Linked DNA regions of Gossypium hirsutum: region 2 is linked to region 1. The links are chromatin contacts, called in public Hi-C maps. All regions are on one chromosome and are shown on one strand. Each heading gives the region's core, a stretch centred on a gene start, on an enhancer-like site or on the middle of the called end of the contact. The rest is flanking DNA. Distances are from core to core; before and after follow the strand shown. Region 1 overlaps LOC107912640 (chitin elicitor receptor kinase 1). Region 2 holds the start of LOC107912644 (fatty acid hydroperoxide lyase, chloroplastic).

What was found. A called contact is a pair of places that touch in the nucleus more often than the background predicts.
Region 2: a Hi-C map of leaf shows a contact between it and region 1, with 2.6 times the contacts expected there. The contact joins the promoter of LOC107912644 here to the enhancer-like site in region 1. A contact is called at or near these places in 3 of 34 Hi-C or Micro-C datasets (leaf and seedling).

Annotation. Positions count from the first base shown.
Region 1 is chrD11:16,911,350-16,917,970 of Gossypium_hirsutum_v2.1, reverse strand. LOC107912640 (chitin elicitor receptor kinase 1) reads right to left here. Exons shown (of 13, transcript XM_016840914.2): 6 at 6,582-6,621; 7 at 5,948-6,041; 8 at 5,716-5,867; 9 at 5,536-5,627; 10 at 3,544-3,682; 11 at 3,223-3,321; 12 at 2,945-3,130; 13 at 1,226-1,846. The coding sequence ends at 2,966. Among protein-coding and RNA genes, the nearest start is that of LOC107912640, 7.1 kb to the right of the region's middle. Within about 2 kb of position 3,065, at least 5 of the 9 cell types and tissues checked have an H3K27ac peak or open chromatin away from gene starts, as enhancers often do.
Region 2 is chrD11:16,996,990-17,003,610 of Gossypium_hirsutum_v2.1, reverse strand. LOC107912644 (fatty acid hydroperoxide lyase, chloroplastic) reads right to left here and starts at 3,305. Exons shown (of 2, transcript XM_016840918.2): 1 at 2,482-3,305. The coding sequence starts at 2,985. LOC121223798 (a long non-coding RNA gene) reads left to right here. Exons shown (of 2, transcript XR_005921173.1): 2 at 1,955-3,218.

The DNA of each region.
Region 1 (6,621 bases), core at 1,816-4,315:
ATGATTATTTTTAGAATTTTATTTTATTTATCTTGATTTATCTTCAATTAAATGTATTTATCTTTTAGGAATTTAAGTAGGATTAGACTATCTCCCCTAGCACTATAAATAGGGGGTAAAGTGACTCAAAAGAGATCCATCTTTTATTTTTTCTGTAAACACTCTCTCTAAAAGTCTAGGCTTTTATTCTTCTCATATTTTTTTTCAATAAAATCTCCATTTTTATTTTATTTATTTTCTTTTCCACCACAACCATGAGCCACTAAATCTATCTAGCCAAAGGTTGTCAAAAATCCCCAAAAGGATTCACGAGGCTTAGAATCCGTACTTAGCCTTCTTAACGAGTATTCATCGTTTCTCCACACTACGGGGCTGACGCTTCCGTCCATATCCCTTAAGAAGTAAGCTTTTCAATGTATGCAAAGGCGGCCACTTTGTATGTTTTGAAAAGGTAGCACAGTCAGTTTGTTAGCTTACTGCGTCAAAGGTTAGCGAGCCCAAGAGACAAAATGGCGTGGGATTTGCCATTGAGAAGTGTTGATCTAGCATAAGACGATCCCACAGAAGCGATTGTTGGCTAGAGTCAGGTTCCGCCAAATCGTAAGTCTAAATCCTTGGAGCTGGTGGTCGTAGGTGTCCTCTTCCACTATAACTGGCTTATTTGATTTGGGAAGAATCATCTAAAAGCCGAGGATTGAACCCAATGCGGAACAAGACAACTGGAGGCTGGAATCTCCCATAAGAATTTCCTTTCTCTCAACTCTATTTTTAATTCCTCAAATTTTTTATTCAATATTCTTAATTCTATTTTTTTATTTTTCGTTTCCAATTCCAAACCTTTAATTCTGCTATTTTTTATTTTTTTTCAGGAATGTAGGTTTTCTTGGGCAAGATTCTGCCTGGGATTTCACGGAATAAGATATTGTGCAAATCCAGTCCCTGAGGATTTGACTCTACTTTCCTTTTACTATTCTTTTTCATTATTTATTAGGGATAGAATATTTTTGGTGCTTTCAACGACCGCATCAGCAACAAAATTCGAAATATCATAACTTAATTTAATGAATTTAACAATTATTGTTTGGTGATAACTGAAGTTTTAATATTTAAAAAGTACAAGAACTAAACATAACTAAAGTAAAGTATAGAAATTAAAAAAATTCTTTTATAAAGTGTAGAGAGTAATAGCATAATTTAACCAAATATAAACACTTTTTTTTGAAAGGTAAATTCATTAATTTATTCAATTAATGGAACCATACAATTCAGAGAAAAATTATCAAACACTCGTATCGTGAAAGACAAGCTCCATCAACACAACAAAGGCTTTAGCCTAAGTATCAATAGAACATTATGACACGTTAACAATTGACTTTGTCATAACTCAAGTACTACATATCTGGAGTGATTGCAAGCGCTTAATACGATAAGGAAATCAATCCCGCGTGGTCCAAAGTGGCAAGCAAAAAATCGACAAAAGAATCGAGCATTCACCAAACTAGAGAGGACAACAACAAAATCTCCCTAAAATCACTTGTAAAATTAAGATTACATGCATAAGCAAGACCAAGAAAAGTGCTACAATAGCAGACAAAAGCTTCTAAAGCTGAAGATTTATTAAACAATGATAAAACAAAAAACATACCACATATATCCAAATCGACACGTGAAATCATTTTTTATTCTAAAATACTTTTAGAAACATGTTAAAAAGTTGACGAAGAGTCACCCACTTTTCGGAAAAAACTACTGGTGGCCAGTGGAGTTTTAGCTGACGACAGACATCGTTATTTGTCCATCACAACTTGCGAAGACAGCAAAGATACCCACAAAATATATCTGCGAACTAAAAAAAACCATATGTAGTGAATGAGAAAAAGAAAGAAGAAAAGGGTTGATGGTAATGAATGAGAAGAAGAAGAAGAAAAAAGTTGATGAGAGAGAAAAAAGGCAGGTGATAGCCAACTTGGAGGCTGACACTGTCATTGAGCAAAGCAAAAGATGAAATGTTATTTATTTCTATTTGTATTTATTTATGAAAAAAAAACGTATAAAGGAGTAGTAATAAAAGGAAAAAGGAAAAAAAAAGGGAAGTACGAAAGATAAAAGGATGTTTTAGTAAGATGTTGGCACATAATTAACATCTAATTGAAAATTCATTAGAGTGATTATTTGAAATGTTATTTATAATTTAAAGATTGAATTAAAATATTTTGAAATTTGAATATAAATATAATCTAGATTCCTGATTTAGAGACTTTGGATGGAATTAACCATAAAACTTATGTTTTTTTTATATATTTTTTAAGTAACAATTAGGATCATATTAATTTTATTTATTTATTTTTAAATATCAAATTAATTTGGTCCAAATTAAAAAAAAAAGAACAGTTATTTGACCAGTTACTAGTCCTTCTAACCTAAGCTCCTTATAAAGTATAAAATCCTTGGAAGTGAGAATGCTGAATTATATTTGATAAAAACCCAAACGGATACATAAATTGAAATCTTAATTAACATTAAATAAAGGGCTCAAAATGAACAACCCAATTCTCCTCCCCTAAAAAAATGTTATTCTAATCCACTTTATATTCAACATATGCAATACATCTTGAAAATCACATTAATAAGGAAATTTTTTAAGATGACAAAAAAGTATAAATAAAAAATTTATGATTATAATTGAGATTTTATCAATTCAACAAGGATAAGTGTCTTTTTATAATTGAGATTTTATCAATTCAACAAGGATAAGTGTCTTTTTCTAAAACATTTTACTATACCCTTATAATACACTTTTATCTTATATATACTAAAAACAAATGGCATCATTAGAATATCTTGCAAAAATAGATCTCAATTTTAGTGTGAAATGCCAAGAAGTAAATCTCGGTGTTTCCATTAGGAAAAGAGCTGTAATTCACAGCAACAAAGGTCTTACTACCATTCATTCCTGTTCGCTGATCTATCGTCCAGACATAAGGTTGACAACAGCTTGATTTTCGTAGAAAGTACCAACATCCCAATCCTCTGTTGTGGACGAAAGAGTCATTAGGGCAACCACTATTGACCTCATACTTGGTCGTAGTTGAGGGTTTTCTTGGGTGCAAGCTTTGGCAAGCTGAGCCATCTGCAATATAAAAACAGCCACCTTTGTTTTGTCATATCAAAATCGTGAAAGAAAATCCACATGCATATAATTTCCCCAGGAACTGCTCTCACCTTGAATACAGAGTCAAGTGGGTAATTATCTCCAAGCGTCGGATCAATAAGTTTGCACAGCCCTGCTTTAGGATCAGGCTCATCAAGACCATCCTCGAACTGCACAAGGAGACAAGGAGAAAATATTAACCAGGGTCTCCATTTATTAAAATTGATTTCCTAAAAGAATTACTCAAGATATGCGTATAGCATCTTAATGTTTAATGTTTTTTGCTCAAATCACATTCCAATTGTAACCAAAAAAAAAAAGTACCTTTGGAATTTAGCTCATCTGTCACCACTATTCATTAATTGGAATAAAGGGATTTAAACGATACTAACCAGAGCAACCAGACCCTTCGATTCAGCAAGGGAGCTATTTGCTTTGACAATAGCTTCTTTAGCAGAAATCAGTTCATACAGCACAACCCCAAAGGCAAATACATCTATTTTAGGAGAAACATCACCATATTGAGCGTATCTGCAGACAAAATGGATAAAGTTAGTCCATTTTTTAAAACACCAACCTTAAAGAAAGATGGCAAACTCCTTGGTGGCATACCCGCTTCTTAGGAAGCAAACAAGGCTTTAATTAAGAAAGTTTTTTCTTGTTTTTTCTAGAGCTTCTTTACTACCAAATTTTTAGATTTTATCCCATATGTAATAAATATGAACTGGACAACCTAGGGGTTAAAAAATAGTAATTGGTTCGTTTCCATAATAAAGAAGAGAATTAGTGTTTTCTGTCAATAGCATCTGGCTTTAGAAAGCATGATAATTGAAAGCTAATTCATGTCTATAATGCTGCAGAACTATGTTCTACATCCTCCCCCTTTTTTGTTGTACAACCTCACTACCAATTGTTAATGGGTGTCTGTTTTTTTTTTTTTTCGGCCAAGTGGGTGTTTGTGTCTTCTAAGTTGATTCACAATCATTTAAACCATTTTTGGATTCCCCTTTTACGGTTTTTTTATAAAAATAATATTAAAAAATTAATTAATTACAAAAATAAAGTGAGAGAACAAATTAATTACGAAAAATGGAATATTTGTTATAATAATTTTGGATGCTGCTTGACATATTAGCGACATCAATGAAATAAAAAAATTTGACAAGAAAAAAAAAAGTAGAAAAAGTAAAAAAAAATATTGTTTTAATTGGCGGCACCCTTGATTTAAAAAAAATTGTTTCTTTTTTAACAACCTCATTATATGTATTGATAATATCTGCTCTTTTTTGACACAATGCCTAGAACTACTACTAATAACCCCGCCTCAATCTATAGATAAGAGGTTAATGCGCTTCAGCATACTCAAACCCATGTCCTCCTAAATTTAGGATAATGTTTATATCAATCAAGTTAAGACTCAATCGGCAAAACAAAAAGAAGAAGTTGTTAAGGTATTAAAATGCATGGAAAAACCATTAAGGCATTAAATGATGGAAAAAAGCTATTGTCTTGGAGCCACAAACTAATTTTTTTTTTCACTTTTTCATTTTTTCTTTTGCTATCAGAATTTTTTTAAAAATTTACCGGTGCCGTTAATATATCATACGGCACCACAATTTTTTTTCTTTTTTTTTTCTGTCAAATTTTTTAAAAAAATTCACGGTACCGACAATTTATTAGGCAACACTCAAAACTACAGTAGCAAACATCTATTTTTGTAATGAATTAATTCTTTAATATTATTTTTATAAAAAAAAACAGAATTGAAATACGAGTCATACATAACATAAGTTAAAGACCAACTTAGAAAATCAAACCTAGCCGAAGTAATTCTATAGGTTTCGGTTCCTATGCCTACTTCTGTTTGATTTAATTTAGAAGATTATGAATTACAATATCCAAGCCAAATATTATGCAAACTATCTGAAGCTCCTCCAGTCGCAAATTCATTGACTAGAGGCAATTTACAAAATATTTGGTCTCTAACAGCAGTTGCTGCTAAGTTGCTAACATTAAACTAGATACGAAGGTAGACATATCATGCAGCTTAGTAATTTGTATAAGGGATCATTAGCCTCTATGGTCATAAACCTACTGGATAGGAGAGTCTAGCCAGTTGTTGAACTTATGGCCTGTCCTTAACAACAATAGCTAGTAACTTACAAATTACTTCAAATTAATTAGAACAATTTTGTGGAAAACGAAGATACCAACGTAGACACACCAAATCAGCTAATATTTTGTATAAAGGATCATTGGCCTATAAACCTACTGAGGAGGAGACAATTAGTCTAGCCAGTTGTTGAACTTATGGCTGGTCCTAAACAACAGCAGCTAACGAGTTACAAATTACTTGGAATTAATAAGAACAAAATTTATCTTACTCTGGTGGCATGTATCCAAATGTCCCAACAAGACGTGTGGGTAGGGATGAATTTCCAACTTCTGTCAGTTTTGTTAATCCAAAATCTGCAACCTGCATTGATGTTAAAAATTGATTAAAGTGCAATTATAACAAGAAGCTTTCAAACAGTCGACCTGATGAGAGATCAGGAATGAATAACCTTTGCACGGAACTTTTTGTCTATCAATATATTAGCTGATTTAATGTCCCGATGAATGTAAACAGGGACAGTATGCTCATGAATATATTCAAGACCTCTGGCTGAGTCGAGGGCAATTTGCACTCGAGTAGACCAAGGAAGTGGCTCCCTGCCTGGAAATAAACAACAGAATCCCATTAGTGCTGCTCTGAATCAATTGCATTTGGGATAGTTTCTGCGTAAGAAACCTCACCTGAGCCTCGCAAATGCTGACTTAGATTGCCATTCTCAATGTATTCGTACACTAGGAAAAGAGAGCCTTCAACACAGTATCCAATTAAACGCACCTGTATTGGACAAACACATTAATATTCACTTTGAAGATAAATAACCAAAATAGGAATTATAGAAGGTCATAGATGAAAGAGGATGTTTATAAAGGAAGAAAAACTTATAAATGAAAAAAGGGATGGCCAATGAATTCCACTATAATGATTGAAAAGTTAAACAACTTAATTACTTGTGCATTGTCACGACTGCAAAGATATGTATAGTAGACTCAGTGAGAATATAATTCTGCATGATACCATAAACTCCATCCAATTATCTGTATTAAGTTTCTTAACATTAAGGAAAATAAGAGTTAGGGCAAATAATGCATGAAAAACTGTGCCATATGTGGATATAGACAACTCCTCTGACTCATTGAACTACAGAGAACAAAAATCTGGCCCTCGGCTTAAGGCCTATGGGCCGCACCTAGAATATTAAGAAAATGTTTTCTAGACTCAGATAAAAATAACATTTAAGAAATGTTTTCTAGTTAATGAAAAACAATTATTCAAAGATATCTGCCTTCGAAGCATGAGAAAAAGAAAGTACATTACCAGGTTCAGGTGGTGAACATGTGTCAAAACCTTCAATTCA
Region 2 (6,621 bases), core at 2,056-4,555, 85 kb before region 1:
AGATGGGAGTTGTATTAACTACTGTCGATATCCTTGGATCCCAAATTATGGACCATTGTTTAAACAGGTACCTTCCATTGCTAATCTTAATATGGACTACCCTCTTAGAGACATGGTCACTGAAGATGGTTCGTGGAATTTAGAGCTATTTCGTCTTTGGGTTTCTGAAGAGGTCATTAGTAGGATCGTAGGTGTCCCACCGCCTCATCCATCTTTTAGACCTAATAAAATTATCTGGCAAGGCACTATGAATGGTTCCTTTTCTCTCAAAAGTGCCTATGGTAAGTTACGAGATGGTGTTTTGAACTTAAAATATTCGATTTGGCAGCTTCCGTAGAAGTTTAAAGGACCTCAACATGTTAGATTCTTTATCGGGCTTACCCTTAAACAACGCTTACTTATGAATGCGAAAAGGGTAAGGAGAGGAGTTGGTAATGATAGTACGTGTGGTCTTTGTAGTCAAGATTTCGAAAAGGTTTTACACGTCCTGAGTGACTGTCCCGCGGCTAGAGAAATTTGGAACAAATTTATTCCAAGAGAAAGGTTATCTAGCTTCTACTCCGGAACATTATTCAAATGGATGTCAGGTAATCTTCAAAATAATCAGTATCCCATTTTGGGTGAGGTTTTTTGGTCGTGTCTATTTGGAATTATTTCTTGGCGCATTTGGAAGAACCATAACATGTTTATGTTTCAAGGCATCCCTTGGAGCATTGATGAAATTATCAAAGTTTCCTTTAGCTGGGCTAGACAGTATGCCTTAATTTCGAAGCTTTTTCCTCACAAAAAGTTCAACTCTGGTGGTAGTTCTCAGCTTTCTTGTAATTGGGTGTGCTTGAACACAAACAGTTCGGTATGAGTTAATGAGGTTTTTGCTGCGACTGGTGGTTTAGTGAGGGATCATAACAAACGGTGGATGTTCGATTTTGATAGATATTTAGGAAATTGCACAATTTCAAAGTGTGAGCTATGGGGTATATTGGGTGGTGTGAAGCTTATTTCTGATCATTGTGTGGAAGGAGTCTTAATTCAAATAGATTGCCTTGAAGCCGTTAATGCCATTCAGGAGGGCTCTATCAGAGATTCTAATTCTGCCTTGATTAGAAAATTTATCAGCTCTTGGGAAATTTTAAACATTGGAAGATTCAACATATTCCTAGGAAAGAAAATGTTTTTACGAATAACCTTGTTAAGATGATGTGAGACAGAAGAATCGGGTTAAGATTATTTAAAGACTCTCCCTTGAAAAAGCTAGTTTAACTTAGTTTTATTGTCATTTTTTCAAAAAAAAAAACATATATTACCTTTCTTAGTATTTGTTTATTTTTGCTAAATTCATTATTTTTATCCCAATACCAGCAATGATTGCTGCTGTTCCGGTCTTTCTCCATATTCCTAAACGTGTTTTTTTTTTTTTTAATTTTACAAAGGAATAAAATTAAAAAAATTAATTAAGGTTAAAATATGCTGTTAGTCCCTCTATTTTGACAATATTTGAGATCTAATCTTTATATTTAAAAAGTTAATTTTTTTCATTTAAAGATCTTAATCCAATCATTAAAATTATAAGTATTTTTTGTCAAAATTGTCAACTTAAAATTTTGATTAAGTTGTCCTCACATAATATAGTATATAATTGACAGAAAATAAACATGTTTAATTAACAAATTTTGATAGAATCTATTAGAGAATAATAATAATTGGGACTAAAAATTTTAAATTGAAAAAGTAGAAATATTGAAATTTTAACTTTTAAAGTAAAAAGACCAAATCTCAAATTCTATAGGATTAACCAATCAATTAATAATACTTTTCATGTTATTAATGAATTAAATCAACGTGTTTTGTTGGAAATATTATTTAGTTTTCCTGCCTTGTCTATTTCTCTTTGAACTTTCTTAAGATCCAATCAATTAAGAATCCATCTTGATCTAGTGTTTTAATTTGTACGCAGAAGAAACTAAAGGACAGGACAAGCCATAAATATGTGGTCCCCTCACAGCAACCACTCCTTTGGTCCACCCGCAGTGGGGGCGTCCTAAAAACAGCCTAAGCTTTTTGTTGTTTTTCATGGCAAGTAATTTTTGTCTTCTTTTACAAATGGTGATGTATTTAGGTGTGATTAGTGAAAAAATAATAGTGACTATAGGGTGAGATAAAAAATAAGTTAAACACGTCTAATTGCCCCCATCCAAACCCACTAAAAATCGGCACGGAAAAAACACTTTCAAAGGGAAAATGATTCATAGTTAGGAAGAATCATCCCTTCTCCTTTCTTTAATTATTATTAAATAAATATATTTATCAGAGTCAAAACCTGATCTTCAAATATTTAAAAAACTCTCTGCTTACTTGTGATTTTTTTTCCTTTTATATAAAAAATGGAAAAAAAAAGACCCAGAATCATGGAAGAAATTGTTGAATCAGGTAGAGTTTTTAAGTGAATATTGAAGGGAAAAAAATTGAGAAAAGCAAGCGTACCTGGGCATGTTTAGGCTCAGAGGTATCGAGATAAGCACAAACCCTAGTATTTCCGGTGTAGCCGACGCTAGGCATGAAATCCCCTAACAAAACATCTTTTTTCTCCACGATTTCCATGTCGAAAAGATGAGCGAATGATTTGCAGTCAACAATGGCGACGACGTTGGGGTTCACTCGCAGGAAGAAAGGGAAACTTGGGGGAACATTGGTACGGAAAACCGTGCTCTTGTGCTTCTCCATTCTCGACCGGAAGAAGGTGTCTGGTCCTTGGAACCAGAAGTAGTCTAGACGGTCGGATATCGGTCCTACCAAAGGCCACCCGTAGGATCCTGGTATTGTACGGAGTGGGAGGCTGCTTGCTTGCCTTGATGAAGATGGTGATGATGGTGTTGACATTGACTGAGTTGCCAACGGCGAAGAAGAAGATGATGGTGTTGACGATGACGATGACGGTGGCATATTCATCATTCTACTCATCATCATGGTTGCCGTTGCCATGGCCATGGAGCAGTAGCTAGAGTGTTTACTGTGTCTCTTTTATTCTCCACAATTCTGCCTTTACAGGATTAGCTTACCTTGTAAGTAGGGAAATGACTAAATTTGGATGGGATACATCATGAGCTACTCGGAAATTTTGGAAAATTAAGTAAGAAGGTTTTGTTTGGATAATGGGAAAAAAGAGGGAGAAAAAAATCAGAGGTTATAATGACACGGTGCTTATAATGAGATTTCTTGGATTTATATACACTATTCAACCTCTTGTATTAATTGCATATATTCGTTTTACACCCATACTTTACTAGTGAATGCTTTCACGTTGCAAGTCCCTCCACATTTTTATTTTTAAGAATTTATTATTCTTACTTTTCAATTTTAAAAATTTAAGTCTAATTATTAACACATTAAATTTGTTTATTAAATTTATTGATACAATATTTTAATAAAAAAAATACTCACTTATTAATTGTGTAATATAAAAATGACATTATAATGAAATTTATATTTTTAAATTTGAAAAGTAAAAGGGCTAAATTCATAAAATTAAAAATAAAAGACTAGATTTTAAATATATAAAAACTATATGTACTTTTTGGTCCTTTGATTTTAATCAAGAAAAATGTGTCTCCTTACAAAAGAAAAAGAAAAAGAACAAGAAAAAAATGGTAAATTTACACGTCAAGTCCTTAAAACTGCAGATAGTTACATTTTAGTCCTTTGGCACCATTGGTGCTGCTAATCTCATTGGCACCTTTGGTGCCTCCAATGTGATTGACCTGATCAGGCTGTGTCAGGTTTTTTTTCTGTTTTTTGTTTTTTTTGTATATTTTGGTAAATAAAAAAATTTTATAATATTTTTGTAAATAAAAAAAGTTATAATATTTTGGTTATTTTTTATTTTTTTATAATAATTTTGTAAAAAACCCACATAATCCCATTTTGATTTTGTATTTTAATTTCTTTTTCATGTTTTTCCTTTGGTCCTAACAATTTTAACCCCAAATCTAAAATTGCACCAAAATAAAGAGTATTCAAAACATCGGTCAATTTAGTCACTTTCTTGTAATTTTTATGTTTTCAAAATCCTAGGAGCTCAAGCTAATTGAACCATGTCATATTTTATGATACCGTTAAAGTTTGAGGATGTTACTATTGTTGAATATTTAAAGTTTTAGGGACCAATTTGATAGATTTTAAGTTTAGTATTGAAAAAAGACTAAATTGTAAAGTCAATTGATGATTTTGTGCAATATGGGCTAAATTGCGCAAATTTCAAAATTTGGGGTAGAAATGAGAAATAGGAAGTTAAATTAGGCCTAGAGTGAAATCGGTATACAAATTGGTGATTAAATTTGAAAGTTATTTTAGTCCTGATTTTAGGGACTAAATTGAATAAAATATAAAACTTGTATAAAATAGCAATTGATTGTGAAAATGGTTGTGTATTGACAATTTTATATGTTTATGCTAATCTGTAGCTAACGTTGACTCGAATTCCTCGAAAAAGAAAGGAAAAGACAAAACCGTCAACGAATAGCTCAGAGTTTTCGGTTTGTATTTTTATAACCCGAATATTTTCAATTGTTGCATTCACGAGCTGCACTACATGGTAATAACATAAGGTAAGCTGGAAGTGATAGGACAAGTTGAATTGAACCGATTCAAATTAGTTGTTTGTGATAAGGACTAAATTGAATAAATTTAAAAATATGATATATTGTTATAATTGTGCATTTGAGTTCAACTAGTGATGAATTATGCTGTCACATATGTGATTTAGTGATTGGTTGATGAAATTATATTATAGAACTGAGAAATTGAGTATAAATGAAATTGAAACAATGGTGGATAATGGATATCAATTTATAAGCTTGGAATTATGGATTTGGTTTTGTACGATCTAATCAATTCGATTGAGATAGAGAAAAATGTATATGCTTCAACTATAATAGCTCGGTTTAAGATTTGTAAATAGGTTAAAAATTAGGTGATGTAATAGGATTTCTAGATTAACATGTTAAAATGCGTTATAGAATTTATATTATGTTTTAATGTTCGATTATAGAAATACCACTAAGTTATACTCAGCGTACGATTTTGTTTTCTGTACACAAGTTAGATACCTTACAATTACGTCGACTTAGCATCTAGTGACAAATCCCGAACTCACATGTTGGTGATGTGTTCATTTTAGTATTGGCATGTACCTAGGATGTCTTATGTTTATATGGATTGTATTGGTATTTTGAGAAATTATATGTATACAAATATATTTATGTGTGTGTGTAGTATAAGTAATGGCAATGATCATGTTAATGGTATTTGGTTGAGTACTTGGATTGTATAGTTGATAACTTAATTTCTAACTAGGTAAGCTGTTATAAAATAGATGTGCAAAAAGTGACTCTTATGCCTATATTATGCTTGAAATGGTTTGGTAGTTTTGGTGTATATGGAATGAAGTTGAATAGGAGTCAATTTGAGATTGTTTCAAATGGTTAGTTTGGTGTTAATTGAATCATAGTTTGAGGTGCCTTGGAGGACATATTGAAATGGTATGCACATAATGTTTTAGTTTATTTTGGATTATTGATTGAGGTGCCAATGTGGCATATTGGTTAAGCACATAGGTTGGTTGTTATAAATGATGATGTTGGTTTGAATTTGATGCTTTTGAATTGGTTTGGATGTGATTAAATGGATGCTTGTTGCTTAAGTTAATGTAGGTTGAATGGATTGAATTGAAAGGTATTTTTTAGGTACACACGACTTAGCACACAGCCGTGTGCCCTATACGGCCTAAGACACAATTGTGTGGCTTGTAGGTTTTGGTTGATTTTTGGTGCATACAGCCAAAGTTTGTTACACAACCCAGGGACATGGTTGTGTGATGTATTTTTGAATATTTACACATTTGACCTACACGGCCTTGACCATTTGACACAGTCAAGGGACACAGTCGCGTGACCCCTATTTTCAAATTGATCATTGTTTAATATCGAATTATTTTTAACCTTCCATATGCTCGTTATAAATCCAAAATAGATTGAAGAGCATGACATACTTGCTCCTATGTGATAAATTGATATTTATTTGAGATTTTGATAAATAAATTGCATGTAATTGTTTGATATTTGTTCCTAGCATTTTATAACTCGGGTTTGGCGACCAAATTGGGTAAGGGGTGTTACACAACCATCATTATTAAATAAGATATATTGATTTGCTTTACCTTCAACTCAACACCGTAAGAGTCAAGGTCCTTGAATCTGTACTAGATGCATTTTTTGTATTGATAAATATTGGGTTAAAAAAATGACAGTTGCATTTCCCATGAAAGAACTTGAAACCTATGGATGTTGATAGGGGTGTAGCCAAACGGGGCAAGTAGGGACTTTGGTGTATGACTCGGTTCCAATGGTGTCAAAAAATACGGTTTCAGAACCCCGTTTTCATAAATATTAAATAGGAAAATTTATGGGGCTAGTATATAGATGAATTGAAATTTGGTTCAGTAATTTAGCCAAAATTATAGTTAATTAAGACCCAGGAACTAAAATGTAAAAGTTCAATCGCTATCAAGTTTTAATTTACAAAAGGCTTAGGGACTTAAATAACAATTAATCAAAGGTTAAAAATGGT